Regions from separate parts of the Pan troglodytes genome. Here region 1 is linked to region 2. The links are chromatin contacts, called in public HiChIP or PLAC-seq maps. All regions are on one chromosome and are shown on one strand. Each heading gives the region's core, a stretch centred on a gene start, on an enhancer-like site or on the middle of the called end of the contact. The rest is flanking DNA. Distances are from core to core; before and after follow the strand shown.

Region 1 (6,605 bases), core at 3,563-6,062, 260 kb before region 2:
TTCCAAAATGCTTTAGGGGTCAGAGGGGAAGAGCCCCCAGCCCCACAGTCCATAACACAGGGGCAGGAAAGAAGACCCCACCATTATGTCTCCATAAGGCCTTTTATTGCTTTTCTTTCTTTCAATTTTTGAGATGGGTCTCACTCTGTCACCCAGGCTGGAGTACAGTGGCATGACCACAGCTCACTGCAGCCTCAAACCCCTAGGCTCGAGCAATCATCTTTCCATCTCAGCCTCTTGAGTAGCTGGAACTACAGGTGTGTGCCACCACACCTGGCTACTTTTTTTTTTTTTTTTTTTTTTTGAGACACAGCCTCACTCTGTCACCCAGGCTGGAGTGCAGTGGCGTGATCTCGGTTCACTGCAACCTCCGCCTCCCAGGTTCAAGCGATTCTCCTGCCTCAGTCTCCCCAGTAGCTGGGATTACAGGCACCCGCCACTGTGTCCAGCAAATTTTTGTATTTTTAGTAGAGACAAGGTTTCGCCAGGTTGGCCAGGTTGGTCTCGAGCTCCGGACTTCAAGTGATCCTCCCGCCTCAGCCAAAGTGCTGAGATTACAGGCATAAGTCATCATACCCAGCCCTAATTTTTAAATTTTGTGTAGAGATAAGGGTCTTATCATGTTGCCAAGACTGGTCTTAAACTCCTGGACTCAAATGATCCTCCTGCCTCAGCCTCCCAAAGTGCTGGGATTACAGGCACAAGCCACCGCACCCAGCCTATTGCTTTTATTTAGAGATACTAAGTGCCATGGTCACTTCTGCCTGCCAAGAGGCTAAAAACCACAAGAGGGCTGGGCAGGATGTCAGGAGGGGAGAAAATTCGGGCCTCTGCTACACCCCCGACTTCAAGCCATGTGACTCACTTTGGGTCCCAATTTTCATGTATGTGATAAAGTTTGAAGGACTGGATCTTGGATGTGGTGGGGTAACTGATGTGTGACAAATCTGCAGGGCTGTGCCCAGTTAGAGGGAAAGCTGAAGGTACTAATTAACTAGTTAAGCCTGGGAGAGGGCACAAGCAAGAGGTCAGCAGGAGAAGCAGACACTGGAGGACCGCCTGGCCCATACACCCTCTCCAAGAAAGGCAGTCCTCCAGTTCCTGCCAAGAGGACAGCAATGAGGGCTTGGGGTACAATGGAGTAGAATGGCTGCACTGGCAGCAGAAGGTAGCCTTGGGAGGGAGCCACTGAGTATGACTGAGGCCAAGATGAACCAAGCAGGTGGTCAGGGGCTAAGGGAAAGCGGAAGAGGCCCAGCTCCCTGGGAGGGAGGGACCTGCTCCTCTAGGGCCTCCACAGAATAGCAACAGTTACAAGGACAGTGGCCACAGCTCTTCCTGTTTTATGAGTGTTTGCTGAGTTTCAGGCTTCCTGTTAAGCACTATCTTCCATCTTGGGCAACAGAGCCAAGAGGATGAGCATGAGACAAATGGGCAGAGATGGCCTGAACAAGGTCAAGTTATAAGATGAGGACAGGCCACCCTGGTTAACCTGGAGTACATCACCAGGGAGGCAGAAAGACACAGAGCCCACGACTGTTGCCTAGGCTGAGCTGGGGCAACTGGGGGGAGAGGGCTAGGCAGATGCAAGGAGAGGACTGTGATCCATCATGAGCTGGCTAAGCTCCCTGGGCCCAGGCCTGCCCATGTACTGAGGTCCCCAGGTCCTGGTCTTCCTGGGCAATGGGCAGAAGCTATAAGTGGGGAGATGTCACCTTCCTCCTCATGGCCACAGCTACCACTCACAACACAGGTAAAATAACTGTACCAGAGGTTGTGCTTAGCCCAATATTGGGAGATAGTAAATGCCTGCTTAGCTGGGTAAGGACTTCTAGGCTTGGTCACTAGTGATACTAAGAACAGGAAGGTCCTGGAGTGGGAGCCACATCTAATCCATGTCCCCTTTGAGGGCCAATTTAGGGCCAGATCCTGAAGGTCCCAAGCTAGTAGCCTCAGCCATGCTCACCCATAAAGGGGTACAGAGGGAAACCCACTCCAGGCCTGACCCAATTCCCAGTCCAGAACAAGGAGAGCACTGATGAGGTGCTATGGAAGTTCTTGCAGTCAGAAGTTACCCCAAGTCATTCATCAGACATAGCATCTATGGGGAAGGGGTTAAGTCCAGCCTTACTTAAAGCTGGCACTGTGTGGGCCTACAAATTCTGGTCTCCCACCCCATCCCTGACTCACCCACAGCATCTGGACACCACAGGGGCTGGTCAGAGCTCAGTCTTGGCCCACAGGGCCAAAGCCTTGGTATTAAGAAGTGGGTCTCTGGCCTCAATCCCTCACCCACCCAGCCTGCCCTCAATCCTAGCACAGGTGGAAGGTTAAATAGTGCCCAGAGGGGGATGAAAACTCTCATTCCTCATCCCCTTACCCCCGTCTGCCCTCAGAAGAGCCACTTTTTCCCTAAAAGACTCAGAGAATCCCATTCCTGATACTCTGAAAAGCTCCCCCACCCCATTCGACTGCTGGGTTAGTGGGCAAAGAAGCTATACCTGGGGCCCAGCCCCACCAGCCCAACCCTGATCCTCTCCTAGACCCACCCGCATGTTCCCCTCCAAGGTACTCTGGGGAGACAACCTCCTCTGTTGGCCCTAGTGTTCCTGGGAAAGACACAGAGAGCTGGGCCCAGCTCCCTGCTCAGATGCTTTAAGATCTTGTGCCTTAAATAAGTCCTGTAACCTCTCCAGACCTGTATCAGGTCCTGTACCAAGTGCTTTAAATGTATAATCTCATTTCATGTTCACAACAACTCCTTATCTTTCCCCATGAATAGATGCAGAAACCTGGCTTCCAGAGTCTAGGATATCATCCAAGGTCATGAAACTGGCAAACACAGGATAGCTATTAGCCATATCTAGAGGACTCTGCACTTGGACTCATAATTAAAACTTGTGTAAAGGCCGGGCACGGTGGCTCACGCCTGTAATCCCAGCACTTTGGGAGGCCAAGGCAGGCAGATCACGAGGTCAAGAGATCGAGACCATCCTGGCCAACATGGTGAAACCCTGTCTCTACTAAAAATACAAAAAATTAGCTGGGCATGGTGGAGCACGCCGGTAGTCCCAGCTACTCAGGAGGCTGAGGCAGTAAAATCGCTTGAACCTGGGAGGTGGAGGTTGCAGTGAGCTGAGATTGTGCCACTGCACTCCAGCCTGGCGACAGAGTGAGACTCTGCCTCAAAAAAAAAAAAAATCTTTTGTAAAATGAGAAGGGCCTTTGCTGTACTTCTAGCCTCCAGGAGCCACTATCCCTGCCATGCTCTACCCATCCATTGGCACAAGCTACAAATGAGTAAAGACCCCAGAGATGACAGATTCAAAGGATTCTGGGTATGGGGTGTGGCCCTAGGCCCAGAACTGTATGCCTTAAGCTGGAACCAGGTACCCGCCCCCAGCATCCCCCTGACCCCCACCATGCCACCTATATCAGCATGCCAGGTCTTCAGGGAGCCTATAGTCTGAGGTGGTTAGATGGCTGGCCCGCCCTCTGCCCAGGAACCAGGGGTGGGTTGGCCCAGGGCCTGTCCCTTTCAACACGGGACCAGCGACTCGTCAGGAGTCTATCAGCAGCCTCCTGAGGCTCCACAGGTGCAGTGGGCATCAGCCTTGTCCTCTGGCCAGCCCTGGGAGGCTCACACCACTCCAGCCCAGATGGGCAGGGGCCACAGGGAAGAAGCAGTCCCACCCAAGCCTTGGTGGGGTCTCAGCTTCCAGCAAAGGGAAACAGATCCATTCCAGTCAGAGGAGCTTCACATGGAAGGGGCAGCCAAGCTGAACAAGAGATCCCCTTTGGGCCTGAACACATGGGTCCAGCCAGAATCCCAGAGTCAGGAGTCACCCCTTCGCTGCTTCAGGATACAGCATCTCTAGCCATAGTGACTCCACCCCTTGCTCACTGGGACACTCAAAGCTTAGCTAGGCTACGCCTCAGTTTCCCCATCTGTAAAGTAGGGAGGACCACAAGCCTGACCTTACAGGACAGTATGACGATGAAACATGTTGCTGAGCATAGGAAGCTTAGCAGGGGCGCTAGACATAGCTTCACTCACAGGCTTCCGCTGTGGACCCTCCAGGATACCCCAGGCCTCAGTGAGGGCTCACTGACCTTCAGGGCACACTTCTGTCCAGTGCGCCGATGGAAGCACTCCAGCACTTTGCCGTTCACACCCAGGCCCAGCACCTGCTTGGACAACTGGTAGTCGTCGGTCACTGCGTACTTCTTGGGCTCCCGCCGCCCCCCCGGAGCACCGCCCAAGCCGGGTCCGCCGGGTGCAACTGGCGGGGGCACAGGGCCCCCCTGCTCCTCTGCTGTTTCACCATCCATGGCCCCCGCGGGGCGCTCAGAGGCGGCCCCAGCCTGGCGCTTCTAGTGGCACCTGGGGGAAAGGGGAAGAGTGAGTCCCGCCCAGACTTTTCCAACACACCCCAGCCTTGGAGCCTCTGAACTGGGCTGGGCTGCGAGCCCGGGGCAAGCTGGGAGTGCGGGACGAACGGCCTGAGAGTACAGACATGCAGCAAGGGGCGGTGGTCGCGCGGCCGGGTACAAGCGAGCACCGCCCGGGCACGTGTCAAGAAGGGAAGGGGCCGGGCGCCTAATGGCCGCGAGGTCCCCGGAGGAGGCCGCAGAGGGGGCCCAGCGAGGGCGTACCTGGCGGCAACGCACCTTGCTGAGGTACCGGCGAGGGGCAGGAGAGGCGGTCGCGGGAGCTGGCGGCCGCAGAAATCTCAGGGCCGAGAGTCGCGCTGCCGGCGCCCACGTGACCTCCCCCACCCCACCCCACCCCCCCCCCCACTCCCCCACTCCACCCCCCGCTCCCTGCGCGTCATCCCAACTTGGGGCCCCGCTAGGTCAGCCTTAAAGGGCCAGGCGGGCCCCGGCTGGGTCCCGCCCCCGAGCCGGAACAAAATAGGAGGCGTGGCTTCCCGAGGGGGCGGTTACTTCCTCGGTTTCCAGGGACACCCAGGGAGGCCCCTGTACTGGTAGTCCGCTACTGTGCGGGTCCCGGGTTTTACTCGCAACCTAGAACGTGACAGCGCAGGACGTCTTATTTCTCTTGAAAGCTCTCCTTGAGTCGGGTGTTTGCTCTGCACGCTGCCAGGTGGCCCTCCAGTATGGCTTGCTAGGCTTCCGACTTGCCTAGTGTTGGCCAACCCTCAGCGTACTCAACTTTTTAAACATGCCGAGGGAAGTGGCATCTTGTCGTTGTTGAATTCGCCACTCTTTAGCCTCTGGTGGCTCTGGGCGTCTCCAGCACTGGCGACTGCCCCCTTTTTGCAGCTCCCGCTCATGCCCTTGACTCGCTGCTTCCCTTTGGTATATACAGCGTCCTGGGGACCAGAAATCCCGAGTTGCCATTTGATCAGATCCGCCAACCTTTCACCTTATGGTTTGGGCTTTTGGCGTCGTGTTTAAAAAGTCTCTGCCTCCCATCCGAGTGACAGATATTCTCCATTAGCTTTCTAGTTTTGCCTTGCACATATAAGTCTCTGTTAAGCCCATCTTAGACTACCTTACGTATTTTGAGCCAGTTTTTCCAACACCGGCTGTTAAACAACTCTCATTTCACAGATGAGGAAACTGGGACCCCTGGGGAGAAAACAACTTGTCTAGAGCCATAGGGAGGGTGGCTGTGGCTGTCTTCTGGGACAGATCTGAACTACTTGCGCACATCACATCACTCCCCCAATCCGGAAGCTGAGGGACCTGAGCGAGCTGGCTCACTTGGAACTGGGAAGGTGCGGCTCAGCGCAGGGGCTCTGCATGGGCCTCTGCTGTCATCTACAGGCCATCTACAGGACTGCAGGTACCAGGACCTCGGTTCCACTCAGAGGCGTCTTCCAGCCGTCTTACTCTTGGCTCCGGAATTTAGGCCCAGTGAGCGCCTCCCCCTCAGCCCCTCTGGTTAACACACGCACACTCACGGACCCCTGGGCTGCATGTGCAGGCTCATCAGAGAAGTAGCTCTTGGAAAGATGATCTTCTGTCAATGAATGAGTGAATGAGTGACTGAAAGGGTGCTACAACTTATTAGTGGGTACCCACTGTGTGCAGATGTTGAGTGGAGATGGGGTTGGGGCTCTGCCCCTATTTCTTTCAGGCAACCTTCAAGCTAGCAGTGTTCAGTGAAGCAGGAGGCTCCAGACAATAGCCTCAGCTGGCCATAGTGAACACTTCTTGCAGACCAGATGCTGGGAATGTGCTCTCCCTGCAACCCCCTGACCTTACAGAGCCTAGAGGAGGTCACACTATCCCTTCTGCCCCACACTACAGACACACAGGACAGAAAAGCCCAGAGAGGCTAAGTGACCTGTCTGAGGTCAGCAGCTGTCATGACAGAGCCCCCATTCCAACTCCAAAGCACAACCTCAGGGCTGGGCTCTTATCCTCAAACCATGGCCTCCTCTCCTAGTCCTTTCTGGCTCCTCACACAGCCACAGGTGCAAACATACTCTCACACATGTACACATGCAGTCACACCTTTACACATGTGCACACACATGCATATAACACGTATAAACACACATGCATATAACACACATGCACACAGATACACATGCACATGTGCACACACACATGCATTTATGCCCAGCTGGACC
Region 2 (6,246 bases), core at 3,401-5,900:
ACCCAAGCCCAAACTTGGTTTCTGTGAGAATAGTGGAGGAAGGCGAGATGGCCAGTTTGAGGCCTGTGCCTCCCAGCTTAAATCCTAGCAGGAGAGAGGCTCTGGGGCAGCCCCCATGGGCTCCTGCCCCTTTCAGGCCTACAGCCACATCCCCAAGCCCACCAGGTGTCAGGATAGTCACAGTGATACCAGTTTAGACACTACCCCATATACACCTGGAACATTGAGGATGGAAACTGGACTCACATTCGACATACCCCACTGGGCACACGCACAAACACACACACTATGGGGTGGGGTGGGTGTAGGGGCTTACAAAGCCTTACACAGGGCGAGGGGTTGGTGGGAGGGTTGGCACCTGCACACTCCATCTCCTGCTCACCACCTGCCTCTAATCTGAGCTGCAGCCTGGCTGGTCCTCCCATTTCTAAAGCTGAATGTCAAACAGTGCCAAATGCTGGGGCAGGGGGTGAAGAACCCTCTGTCCCACCCCTAGCCACCAGTGTCCTCCAAGTGCCCCCTCACCTCTCCAGGTGCTCATTGTAACCATTTCTCACTAGTGTCAGGCCCCCAGTGGGACCACATGCCACTGCCTGCACCTTTCGGCAGAGGAACCCCCACCAGACATCACCCTTTGCCTTAGCAGGGGTGACTTTGTCTCTCCTGGCTGGGCCATCCTTCCCCCAATCTGGCCCTTAAACACTCAGGCCTGTGCCCACTCCCTATCTCCTTCCCACCCCTACACACACACTCCCTGCTTGCAGGAGGCCAAACTGTCCCTCCCTTGCTGAACACACACACACACACACGCTCTGTGCACACACAGAGGTGGGGACTGGGCACAGCTCTTCACACCATTCATTCTGGTCATTTCCCCCAAAGGCATCCCAGCCTGGGGGCCAGTGGGGAACTGAGGGCAAGGGGATATAGTGATGGGGCTCAGATGGACTGGGAGGAGGGGGGAGGGTGATGCATTAATTAATGGCTTCGTTAATTAATGTCATGTTGCTTGTCGCTTTCTCAGTGTGTGTGTATGGTCCATGCCCACTGCTGGTGCCAGGGTGGGTGTCCATGTGCACCCGGCCTGGATGCCAGCTGTGTCTTTCGGGGGCGTGCGTGTAACTGTAGTGTAGTCAGGTGCTCAATGGAGAATATAAAAATAAACATATACAGAAAAATATATATTTTAAGTTTAAAAAACAGAAAAACAGACAAAACAATCCCCATCAGGTAGCTGTCTAACCCCCAGCTGGGTCTAATCCTTCTCATTACCCACCCGACCTGGCTGCCCCTCACCTTGGGCTGGGGGACTGGGGGGCCATTTCCTTTTCTCTGCCCTTTTTTTGTTGTTCTATTTTGTACAGACAAGTTGGAAAAACAACAGCGACAAAAAAGTCAAGAAACTTTGTAAAATATCGTGTGTGTGATTCCTTGTAAAATATTTTCAAATGGTTTATTACAGAAGATCAATTATTAAATAATGTTCATATTTTCACTTCAAATGGTTCCCATCCACTGTATCAGCTTGGGGGTGAGGACTGGGTAGCTATGAAGACAGTTGGCCAAGACCTCAGAGTCCCACTTAGTGCTCTGCAGGGGGTGAAGACCATGGTAGCCCAGGTCCCTGTCAACCACAGGGCATGACACTTGCTTCCACCAGTTAATAGGTGCCAGGCCCTTGACATACATTGTCTCATATCATCTCAAAAAGCTGTCTTTTAAAAACAAGCAAGACAGGCTGGGTGCAGTGGCTCATGCCTGTAATCTAGCACTTTGGGAGGCCGAGGTGGGCAGATCACTTGAGGTCAGGAGTTTGAGACCAGCCTGGCCAACATGGTGAAACCCCGTCTCTACTAAAAATACAAAAAAATTAGCCAGGCATGGTGGCATGCGCCTGTAATCCCAGCTACTTAGGAGGCTGAGGCAGGATAATTGCTTGACCCCAGGAGACGGAGGTTGCAGTGAGCCAAGATTGTGCCACCGCACCCCAGCCTGGATGACAGAGCGAGACTCTTGTCTCAGAAAAAAAAAAAAATACAAGCAAAACAAACACCCTCCCAGAGCCTGAAAGCCAGGACCCTGGAGGGAAGAAGACAGATCAGAGATGCTGGTTTAGTGGGGAGGTGGATCTGGCAGTCTGGTCAGACCACCAGGGCCTGACAGGGCCTCTGCCGGGAGCTATGAGTGAGCACCTGGCCAGTGTCCCTATGGCCCAGGAAGCCCTGACCACAAGTGCAGCAACGGCTCCCTCCTGGCCCACAGGAGCTTGAGGCCGCAGCTGCTTAAACTGGAGCCATAGGCCAAACTTCATTTTTGTGAATCCTCTCAAGCTTAGGCCCTAGTTCATTTTCACCCTAGAAGGTGTGACCTTTGTGATCTTCTCATGTGGAGAGAATTATAACCTGTAACCACCAGAGCACAGGTGTCCCTGCCTTCCCACCACAGTCCTCTCTCTCCTCCCAACACTCTGCTCACTCCGCACTGACCTGGCTGAGTCCTCGCCACAGTCTCTGGGGTGGGTACTAGTGTATCCCCATACCACAGATGAGCAAACTAAGAGGAGAAAGCCTTTCCCCCCAGGTGAGAAGGCTAAAAACCAGCAAAGATTTTAGAGAAGAGGTGGCCACCAAGGGTTGGGGAGCTTGGATGCTAAATAGATGAAGGGGCTTCGAGGCCTCAGCCAAGATGGAGACTTTTTCTGTCTCCTCTGCAGGGTTCGGCTGCAGAGCAATGCCTAATCCACAACCCCCAAGATAGCTCCCATGGCCTGCAAGAGACCGTGCAATCTTGGATAGGGTTGTAAGATAAAATGCAGAACACCCTATTTTGAATTTCAGATCATGAACGAGTTTTTAGTATGGAAGTGTTTCAACTATTGTGTGGGACATACCTATACTGAAAAACTGGGGGCTGGGCACAGTGGCTAATGCCTGTAATCCCAACGCTTTGGGAAGCTGATGCAGGAGGATCGCTTGAGCTCACGAGTTCGAGATCAGCCTGGGTAGGATGGCCACCCCGCCCCTGCCCATGTCTCTACAAAATAAAAAATTTTTAAAAATTAGCTGGGCACAGTAGTGTGTGCCTGTAGTCGCAGCTAATCAGGAGGCTGAGGCTGGAGGATCCCTTCAGCCCAGGAGTTAGAGGTGGCAGTGAGCTATGATTGTGCCACTGCACTCCAGCCTTGGACAAAGCTAGACGCTGTCTCAAAAAAAAAAAAAAAGGGGGGGCAGGGGGACATGATTATACTCGAAGATTACTCATTGTTTATCTGGAATTCAAATTTGACTGAGCATCCTTATTTTGATTTGCTGAAACTGGCAACCTTACCCAGATGTGGCAACCAGTGGGAACCCAGACCCCAGAAAAAAAGCATCAGCACCCTTTTTAACCTGTAGGCCATGCACACATCAGCACACACTGAAATCAGTGGCTGAAAGGAAGGGATCCTGTGTTTTATAAAAGTACTTTGTCATAGAATTATTTTAATTATATGGACAGCTTTTTGTTTTGTTTTGTTTTGAGACAAAGTTTCGCTCTTATTGCCCAGGCTGTAGTGCAATGGCATGATCTTGGCTCACCGCAACCTCCGCCTCCCGGGTTCAAGCGATTCTCCTGCCTCAGCCTCCCGAGTAGATGGGATTACAGGCATGTGCCACCACGCCTGGCTAATTTTGTATTTTTAGTAGAGATGAGGTTTATCCATGTTGGTCAGGCTGGTCTCAAACTCCCGACCTCAGGTGATCTGCCCGCCTCGGCCTCCCAGAGTGCTGGGATTACAGGCGTGAGCCACCGTGCCCAGCCTATATGTACAGTTTTTTAAAAGTAACTCCATATACAAAAAAAAAAAAAAAGACACAGAACACAACCTGTCAGAAGCCACTGTGGCATGAAGTGGGACCAGAACAGGCCTAGCCCAGGCTTGTGGAGAGACCTGGCTTGTAGAGAGACCTCTCATCCTCCGCAGTTATCAGAAGTCCCTGGTGGGGAGGAGGGTCACTGAGGGCTGCCCAGCCTCGTCCCTATGCGGGAGGGAGCCCTAGGTTCGTGCTCCAGGTCCACCTCACTTGGAAAAAGGGCAACGTGAAATAACAAACAAAAAACTTTTCCAAGTGGGAGAAAACAAACAAAAAAAGGCAACATGTGCAGCACTCGCTGAGCACCCAGGGTGGACTGGCATTTTACACGCCTTTCCCCTTTGATTATTAGGACAGGAAGATCATGTCATCATCTACATTTTATGGCCCATGAAACTGAGTTTCAAAAAGGTTCAGGAACTTAACCAACCAATGCCACACAGCCTCCGAGGCAGAGCAAGGGTTCCAGCCTGGGTCAGGTCCCATTCACCAGACCACGGAGGTTCTGTTTCTCACACAGTGACACCTACCCACACGCCAGCCAACAAGGACACACTCGCTCAGAGGTACATGCACAAATAGAGCTACTCTTCCTAGGGAATTCAGCAAGTGTGGGGGCTAGAGCTGTGTTGCTTCCCGAACCCCCACCGCCGCTTTCAGGGGTTAGAGATGCTAATTCATCCCTTCCCACCTCCTGAGAACCGACGGAAACGGTCCCTGAGAACTACAACTCCCAGCACACCCCGCGCTCACCACAACGGGACCGGTCCGTGCGCATGGCCTCCTGGGACTTGTAGTTCTAGCCAGAACGCTGTTCAACTCTTCCCCGGCTGCAACCAAGGACTCCGTATCCCAGCATGCAGAGGAGCCGGAAGACAGGCGCTTAGAGGACAGCCCGCGGCCGCCGGGGACGCGCAGGCGCAGCACCCCTGTTTGTCGGCCCCCCGAGAAAAGAGGTACGGTCGAAGCCAGGAGCCAGGCCGAGCGGGAGCTGACCAGGCTTGACTCGGGTACAGAACGAGGCACCAGTCCCCTTGCGAACCGAAGGGCCTCGCAGTGGATGGAGGAGGCCCAGCCCTGAGATCAACGCCAACCAGGCTAGCCTGGCACGGGGCCTACAGGGTGGGTAGGCGGGCGTGCCGCAGCCGTCCAGGGCCTTCCCTCAGGTCCCGGGCGAGGGGCCTACGCTGCGGCCCGGCAACAAGGCCCGACTCGGCCCCTCGGGACCAGAGCCCCACCCGATCGGAAGCGGATCCTTTACCAGGGCCATAGGCCAGTGACTAGGCCGGGCCTGGGCCTCCCATCGGGGCCGGACTAGGACGAGGCCCCGGGGAGGCCCCTGGCCTACCAGACCCTTTTCTCAGGCCGACAGCCGCCAGGAAGATGCAACGTGCCCTGCCAGGCGCCCGCCAGCACTTGGGGGCCATTCTGGCCAGCGCCAGCGTGGTGGTGAAGGCTCTGTGTGCGGCGGTACTGTTCCTCTACCTGCTCTCCTTCGCCGTGGACACAGGCTGCCTGGCGGTCACCCCGGGCTACCTCTTTCCTCCCAATTTCTGGATCTGGACCCTGGCCACCCATGGGCTGATGGAGCAGCATGTGTGGGACGTGGCCATCAGCCTGACAACGGTGGTGGTGGCCGGGCGTTTGCTGGAGCCCCTCTGGGGGGCCTTGGAGCTGCTCATCTTCTTCTCAGTGGTGAATGTGTCTGTAGGGCTGCTGGGGGCCTTCGCCTACCTCCTCACCTACATGGCTTCCTTCAACCTGGTCTACCTGTTCACTGTCCGTATCCACGGCGCCTTGGGCTTCCTAGGTGGTGTCCTGGTGGCACTCAAGCAAACCATGGGGGACTGTGTGGTCCTGCGAGTGCCCCAGGTGCGCGTCAGTGTGATGCCCATGCTGCTGCTGGCGCTGCTGCTCCTGCTGCGGCTCGCCACGCTGCTCCAGAGCCCGGCGCTGGCTTCCTATGGCTTCGGGCTGCTCTCCAGTTGGGTATATCTTCGCTTCTACCAGCGCCATAGCCGGGGCCGAGGGGACATGGCTGACCACTTTGCTTTCGCCACTTTCTTCCCTGAGATCCTGCAGCCTATGGTGGGTTTGCTGGCGAACTTGGTGCACGGCCTCCTGGTGAAGGTAAAGATATGCCAGAAGACGGTGAAGCGCTACGATGTAGGTGCCCCATCCTCCATCACCATCAGCCTGCCAGGCACAGACCCTCAAGACGCCGAGCGGAGAAGGTACTGTGAAATTTTCCAAAATCTTGTCAAGCTAGGAGCATACTGGTCGAGTCACATGCCATCTGTTGAGGTGTTCGCTGTACATAGGTGGAGACCTACAGTCAGGTATTGGGGCACATCCGGAAAGATAAAATCAGTCTTTGGCCTTAAGGAACTCA

Evidence for each region. HiChIP or PLAC-seq counts read pairs in DNA pulled down with a chosen protein or histone mark.
Region 1: an H3K4me3 HiChIP or PLAC-seq map of stem cell-derived excitatory neurons shows a contact between it and region 2, with 7 times the contacts expected there. The contact joins the promoter of MAPKAPK3 here to the promoter of TMEM115 in region 2. A contact is called at or near these places in 1 of 7 Hi-C or Micro-C datasets (stem cell-derived neural progenitor cells) and 1 of 1 datasets of contacts at active chromatin or transcription factors (stem cell-derived excitatory neurons).

What each region holds. Positions count from the first base shown.
Region 1 is chr2:54,644,108-54,650,712 of NHGRI_mPanTro3-v2.0_pri, reverse strand. It overlaps MAPKAPK3 (MAPK activated protein kinase 3), which reads right to left and starts at 4,812. Exons shown (of 11, transcript XM_016941174.4): 1 at 4,657-4,812; 2 at 4,114-4,384. The coding sequence starts at 4,332.
Region 2 is chr2:54,387,399-54,393,644 of NHGRI_mPanTro3-v2.0_pri, reverse strand. TMEM115 (transmembrane protein 115) reads left to right here and starts at 4,650. Exons shown (of 2, transcript XM_516482.8): 1 at 4,650-6,088. The coding sequence starts at 5,238. It overlaps CACNA2D2 (calcium voltage-gated channel auxiliary subunit alpha2delta 2), which reads left to right. Exons shown (of 39, transcript XM_016941153.3): 39 at 1-1,502.